Regions from separate parts of the Mus musculus genome. Here region 1 is linked to region 2. The links are chromatin contacts, called in public HiChIP or PLAC-seq maps. All regions are on one chromosome and are shown on one strand. The core of a region is the stretch at or near the end of the contact, and the rest is flanking DNA. Distances in the headings are between cores, read along the strand shown. Region 1 has its middle 67 kb from the start of Gm35217. Region 2 has its middle 27 kb from the start of Wnt5a.

Region 1 (3,674 bases), core at 550-3,049, 330 kb before region 2:
CTGCATCAGCTCAGGCCTCCAGATTCCTGTCCTGTTTGAGTCCCTGTCTTGAATTCTTTCAGTATTGTTAAAGTGTAAGCAAAATAAACCCTTCCCTTCCCAGGTTGCTTTTGGTCATGGTGTTTTTGTTGTTGTTGTTTTTCACAGCAACAAAAGTCTTAGCTAAGACAAATAAAGATATGGCTCGGTGGTGAGGAGCTCTGACTGCTCTTACAGAGGACTAACTTTGGTTCTAGTATGTATATAATGCAGTTCCCTACCTCTTACAACTCCAGCTTCAGAAGACCAACACCCTCTGGCTTCTTAGGGCACATGCACACATATGCACATAACTATATACAGACATATGAAGAAGGGTAATAAATAAGATATTCTCCCTGATTCCTTTGAACTTCCCTTATAAATTGGCCAGTCGTGTTAAATAGAAGTAGACTAGAAGCTGCAAATGCGCGCGCTCTCTCTCTCTGTCTGTCTGTCTCTCTCTCTCACATCTATCTATCTATCTATCTATCTATCTATCTATCTATCTATCTATCATCTATTTTTTGGACAGGGTATCCTAGGCTGGTCTTGAATTCACTATGTTTTCAAGGATGGCCTTGAATGTCTGATATCTCCTGCCTCCATCTTCAGAATACTAGGATTATAATTGTGCACAATCATGCCTAGTTATATAGTATTGGGAATAGAACCCAGATACTCACTGAGGCTAGACAAACACTCCACCAACTGAGCTACATCTTCATCTCACAGATAAAACTTTATATAATGAAGAAACCAATAATGAAATTTATCTTAAGCAGTATCTTTTAATGAATCTCAAATGTTTACGATATTGTGGTATTAGGATGTAATCAATATGAAAATTTGTAATGTGATATAGTGTAGCATTCCTTACTTATTACCACTTAAAATCCAGTATGCATTTTGCCATTCCACTTCCCATTTTGGACCTACCATTTCCATTGCTGAAGAGCTAGCACACTGACCTCGAAGGAACATGAACTAAAGGACATATATCTAGTGGCATATGCCTTTGCTGAAAACAGTGGTGTGGAAGGAGACTACCTGAAGATAGAAAGGAGCTGTGGGGAGCCTGGGACTCTTCAGCATGAAAAGGACTGCTCAACTGAGCCCTCAGTGTCTTCATACATCAATCAGAAGTCTTCTCTGTGTCTGGCTTTTTATGCTTCTCTGTGGATATCCAGGAAATTATACAACCCTCTAGTCATAGGAGATCAATCCAGGACTGGGTGGATAGTTCATAGTGGCTATAGTTTTCCACTGGAAAGGTGTCTTCCTTTGGTACAGCCAAGCATGCACACGAAGCATGCTGTGCCTGGACCTTTTGACGGATGAGGAGAGCGCAGTGTGAAAGGGACAGCCATTCCCAGTGTTTCCTCCAGGCTCACAGGAGCTCTGAAAGGCCTTTTGCCACCAAGTGTTTGAGAAGCAGCTTTCCCTGAAAAGCATCCCTTGCTGGTCTCAGAAGGCAGGAGATGTGAGACAGACTCATAGCTCAACAAGAACAAGCTGCAATAAAAGCATCTCCCTTTCTTCATCTTCTCCCCAGTCTATTTCTGATGTTTGCCAGGGACCGATTCATTTGTTCTTATGACTACGGAGGAAAAGAAAACACATGATGCAGAAGTGGATGGCTAGCCCGTCCCACCACCTCCTTTACTAGGGAACAGGATAAAAATCTGGGGTGATACATAACATCTGTTCCCTGGGAGATCTCACACTGGAACACAAAGTTTCAATAGAACCAGGCAGCCATCCCCAGAATCCCAATGAAGAGCACAGCTCCCCTGCCTTCCAGCAATAAGCACCAGCTTCCTTCAAACAAAGACAGCCACACAGCATGTGCTTAGTGGAGGCCAAGAACTCAGAGTCAGAGCCATTTGTTTGTGTATTGGATTAGTCTCTCTTTTCTGTTATCATTATACTCCCTTTCGGAGGAATGCTCAGGATGAAATGCAAAAAGTTCAGAAATTATCCCTGTGAGAAAGAGCTGCCTGGATGGATGTGAAAACATCACTTACTTTATGACTTACCTCTGAGGTTTCTGAGAGACACACACACTGTATCTGTTTTTCTATTTAGCACATTAACATTTGTTCAGATGATAAACAGTTATACTTAACTTTGGGAGATTTAGCAAATATCCCAAGCTGTTTGTGTCCTTCAACTCAGACTTCTGAAAGCACATCTCACCAGAAATCAACTTTTCTAAATGAGTCACCTTTCAAGCCTCGTGATTATTAGTTCGTTTTAGATTGGTGTTTTTCTCAAAGAGTGGGCTCAACCTCCCTGATCCTGTGTTATTTACAGAGTTCTGAAGCCCTTCCTTTAGGCCTGCCTTCATTCCGCTTAATATGTCTACTCTTAGTTACAAGAGGCACTGATGAGCAGGCCCAGAAGAGAGAGCCAGGCAAATTCTGTCTGTCATCCCATTGTGTCTATGACATAAGATCTATATAAATGGATATCTGAGTGCAAGTGTAGCTACATACTGAGGACAGAAGTCACATGGCACATCACTGTCATTGAGACTGGGAGAAACTGATCTTACCTGTGATATTTAGCCTGGCACCCAGACATTGAACAAGAGTGCCAAAAGGGTGAGCAAGTACCGAAGGAAGGGGCAGTTGTGTAAACAGAGGTGTCACAGTAAACATGTGAACAGAGCCGACCATGATATTCCAGGAAAGCTGATCTTTTACAACCAGGGGCCCCGATTAGACGTCTCCCCTTCTCCACTGTGTTTCAAACAAGGAAGAAACCATGAATGTCAACGTCTAACACTGAAACGATGTTCATGTGTTCTCAGTCACTCAGCCAACCACAAAGGTGCTCTCCACAAGCTCATGAACAGCTCAAATACTCACAAATATGGGAGACTGGTGCAGGTCAAAAAGAGGAATCCAAAGTAATAGAAGCTGCTTGTCATGCTGGTTACGTATCCGCCACTATTCACGCAGCTCAGTATAGCTTGCCTCCACCTCGGACTCTTGATTGAAAATATGTCATTCACCATGCTCACAGCTAATATTCCCACTAAAGTACTATTAGGAAATATCTGGGGCCATGTGGAATCACTTAAGCCTACAACACTGTGAACTACTGTATTTGTGAGACGTGTGAGCTGTTCTCCCACTAACCAACCGTATCATTAATTACAGGCACCTCAAATAAAAATGCCTACACACAAGGCAGGCATGATATACACAATAAATAAAAAGATTGTGATTTGCAGAACGACAAGCTCATTCTACATTAATTGTCCCTCGTTTTCTTGGGCTATGACTGGAGCTATTAATTTGATTGACCACACCTGGCTGAAAAAGACCTGGAGTCTGCAGAGTTAGAGAGTAGGGATGCCCATGGCTCCGCTCCATCCTCCTCCCCACACCCGCCAAAACTCCACCAAATGCAGATGAAGCATTTCACAACAGTTTGTTATTTAAATGACTATTTCCAAATAGAATGCTCCAGAGGATGACATGCAAAAGTCTCTTTGAAACAGTTTTCAAATGTCATTTCTCATCTTAAAGGCACAATTAACCAGACCTGGTGTGCTAGGCAGCTTCCAGTTGCAGCGACAAAATTAGACAGCTTAGAGGAGGAAACCTTTCTTTACTTTTTAAATTGTATTACTTAATCTTATTATT
Region 2 (3,215 bases), core at 102-2,601:
GATATTATCATCTTGAGACCAGAGCATTTGTGATTACCCACAAGTGACCCCCCCCCCAAGACCTGAACCTATTCTCATTCTTTAGTAGGAGTAGGCTGCTGGGTTCCCCCCAGGAAATTAAGAAAATACAGACTCCCTAGGAATCACTGTCTACACAGTAAATCTGCATAACCAAAAGGTAGGTTCTAAATCTGCATTTTGCTGATGTCATGTGTTAACTTAGAATCCATGGTGAAGGGGAATTCATGAATGCCTTGCTCTGGGCTCCTCCCTGGAGCCTAGACCTTGGTTCAGGCAGACCTTGCCATCATCATTTTGTAACCGTGGTCCCCACCCCACAGCCTGCAGCCTGTAACAACTGCTAACAGATCCGTAACTGAGGCAGCCAGAGCTTCAGGTCCTGCTGCTGCAGAGTCCATCTGTATAGTCCTGGGCCCTGCATCCTGTGCCTTACTTAGTACCCATGGCTGTCTCCCAGGCCATTGAAGACTCTTCTCTTGTTTCAGTGTTACAAAGGGATTTAGGTGTAGTGGAATTTGAAGCCAGACTGCCCTCCATAACAAAAGCCTGTCTTAAAAAGGAAAGAAAAGAAAAGGAAGATAGGGGAGTGGTGGGGAGGAAAGAAGGAAGAGAAGGAGGAACAACAAGGGAATGACCAATACTAAGACAGTGTCATAGTCTATATTCTGAGCAAATGGCTCTCATGGTGTGTCTGAAATCAGCACTGGTCAGTAGGCTTCTTGTGCCGGTGGGAGATGATGAAGGCCTGGCTGCCTTCTAGATGCTCACTGAGCATCTCATGTGTGCAGGTGCACATCTAGACCTGCACTCCTACACTCACAGGAAATCCTATAGCTATTCCGTCGTTTACTTTCGTGGCTATATTAAGCCCCTGATATGAGGCTCGATGCCCTGAAGAATGAACTGCTTTAACCATTCCAGCTCAGCTAGTCCCCACAGCTGCTGGTGGCTCTTGTCGACGCGACGCGACTGTTTTAGATACTTTGCCTAATTAATTGTGCAGAGTAGGAAACACCAGCTTAGTTTTAGTAAACCAGGAAATTGATACTCAGGGATGGAAAATGGCGTGCCTGAGGTCACAGGATGAGGCAGGGCAGGAATCCAAACGCAAACTGATTCTGTGACACACCATAACTACTCCGCACTTACACGCATGGGCGTGAAACTCTGATAGGGGATAAAAATAAAACGGGACCGTCCCATCTCTCCGGCATCAGCTCTGTTTTAGTTACAAAGCCAAAACAGAAAGCAATGCCAGAGGCAGGACCACACTATCAATTCCGCCTACCCATGTGGACTGCTGGCCAGCGGGCTTGGCGAGGAACTCCAGTCCTGGCTCAACACAAGCCTGTGGTCAAGCATGTTTTATTGCATGCCGAAACTCAAAGATTGCTCAGCCTCCAAGACCAGAAGTGATTGCAGGGCAACAAGGGAAGGGAGGCTAGAGACTGCCCCTCCTGGCTCTGAGAGTGGACACCCTGTCTGGCGAGTTGCCTTCTGCCTTCATAGAGCCCCGCCGCACCCCAATTCAGGGAGGCCCCATTGCCTGGGAAATGTCTCCAGTGTCTAGGCTCCCACGCCCAGGGGAGCCTCCATCTCTAACAGTTAGGGCCAGCCATTCAAATCATATTACACTGTAAGTGGTTCTACAAATTGTCAGCCCTAATGAAATTTAGCAAGAAGCAGCGGGAGAGGTGCAAACAGTTTAGAACTGGTTTCTTGGGTTTCGAGCCCCAAATTCAAGTGGTTGAAGCTTCTTATGGAAAAAAAAAATGCAGGGAGCATAAATTTCCCCTTGTCACTGGGGCACCCTCTTAGGGTTCTCTCTTTCCCAGTGCCCCACCCTAAATGGTACCAAGTCGTGATCCTTCCTCACAAGAGAAAGTCTGAGTGATTTGTTTACCCAGCTAAAGTTTTGGTTGGTAGAGGCCCTGGGGAAATGCAGAGGGGAAGAATAAAGGTGGAGAGCTTGGGCCCCAGCCTGGATTATGGATTTCAGGAAAGGCTCTGAGTGGGAAAACGTACCTGCCTGCCAGGAATCCCTCCAGGAAACCAGCCTGTTAGACAGGACCCGTGTTCTCTGCACTGCAAACAGTCTGGAGATGGCAGGCTGCAAGCCAGCTTCATCCTGCTCTCTGCCCACCACTCGGTAACATCCCCAGATGTGCTCTCCATGGCCGAGGGGTGGGTCATGTGCAGTTGCTACTTACAGGCTGCCGATAGAAGACTTACCACTTGTCGTTTATTGTGTGAGCACCACGTCCAGGCCAGTTGCCTGCACAAACCACTTCCTGGGAAATCCCTGGGAACCTATGCACAATGGCCAGGAACTGCCCCTTTCACAGATAAGGCCCAGGAAGGCCAAGAAAAGGGCCAGTACTCTATGGGTGGTTTTGAAACACAGAATGTCATGATTTGAGGGACAGAGCACCTGGATAGACAAAGAGAGGGCAAGGCACATGGGCAAATGGGCAGAAGGACAGAGGACAGAAGGACAAAGGCCAAACAATGTAGTCCAGGTTCCATTTGCTTCATTTGCCCATGTTCTGTTTCCCACCTCCAAATATGATCAGCTGGTTAAAGGAGAAGGCAAATACTCTTGACACTTTCCAAACCACTATGCACATGTTGAAGAATGGGGGTCCAGAGAAGGCACAAACTTTGCCCCAAAGCCACACAGCAAAATGACAGACTGTGATGAGCCAGAGCACAGACCAAATGGTTTGGGTCTAGGGACATGATACATGATGGTTCATGTGCAGAAGAAAATTCCCAGCCTGCTGTTCATGGCGCCCTCCAATGGAGGAAGGGGAGGGGAACAGCCAGGTGACCTCTACTGGACCAGAGTCCTTGTAAAATGTCAGGTTGTGAGAGTGTCTGGACTTCCCATGTTCTCCTGGGAACCTGACATCCTGGACATAGTGAATAGAAGCTGCTGTGGTCCTGGAGCCTGTGCTATTGTCTCTGAGCTTTCAGATGAGGAGGCTGATGCCAGGAGAGAGCCAAGAGTCTGCCCAGGAAGCACAATGGCTGCCTGCAGCAGATGCCTGGGATGCCAGGGTCCTGCTCCTGTTGTGTTCAGTTCCTGCTAAACTGGGCTCCAGTTTCTCAGCCTCCACTCAGCCCTGTGGAGCTGCTTAGTCTGTGCCCTGCCCAGCGGTCATGGTGTCTTCTGAAATCAAGGAAAACTTTGT

Evidence for each region. HiChIP or PLAC-seq counts read pairs in DNA pulled down with a chosen protein or histone mark.
Region 1: an H3K27ac HiChIP or PLAC-seq map of VIP interneurons shows a contact between it and region 2, with 3 times the contacts expected there. The contact joins two enhancer-like sites. A contact is called at or near these places in 2 of 484 Hi-C or Micro-C datasets (liver and nephron progenitors) and 2 of 115 datasets of contacts at active chromatin or transcription factors (VIP interneurons and embryonic fibroblasts).

Annotation. Positions count from the first base shown.
Region 1 is chr14:28,863,241-28,866,914 of GRCm38.p6, reverse strand. No RefSeq gene overlaps it. Among named protein-coding and RNA genes, the nearest start is that of Gm35217, 67 kb to the right of the region's middle. Within about 2 kb of position 1,799, at least 25 of the 459 cell types and tissues checked have an H3K27ac peak or open chromatin away from gene starts, as enhancers often do. A contact at or near this core is called in VIP interneurons, where this site is marked.
Region 2 is chr14:28,531,222-28,534,436 of GRCm38.p6, reverse strand. No RefSeq gene overlaps it. Among named protein-coding and RNA genes, the nearest start is that of Wnt5a, 27 kb to the right of the region's middle. Within about 2 kb of position 1,351, at least 30 of the 459 cell types and tissues checked have an H3K27ac peak or open chromatin away from gene starts, as enhancers often do. A contact at or near this core is called in VIP interneurons, where this site is marked.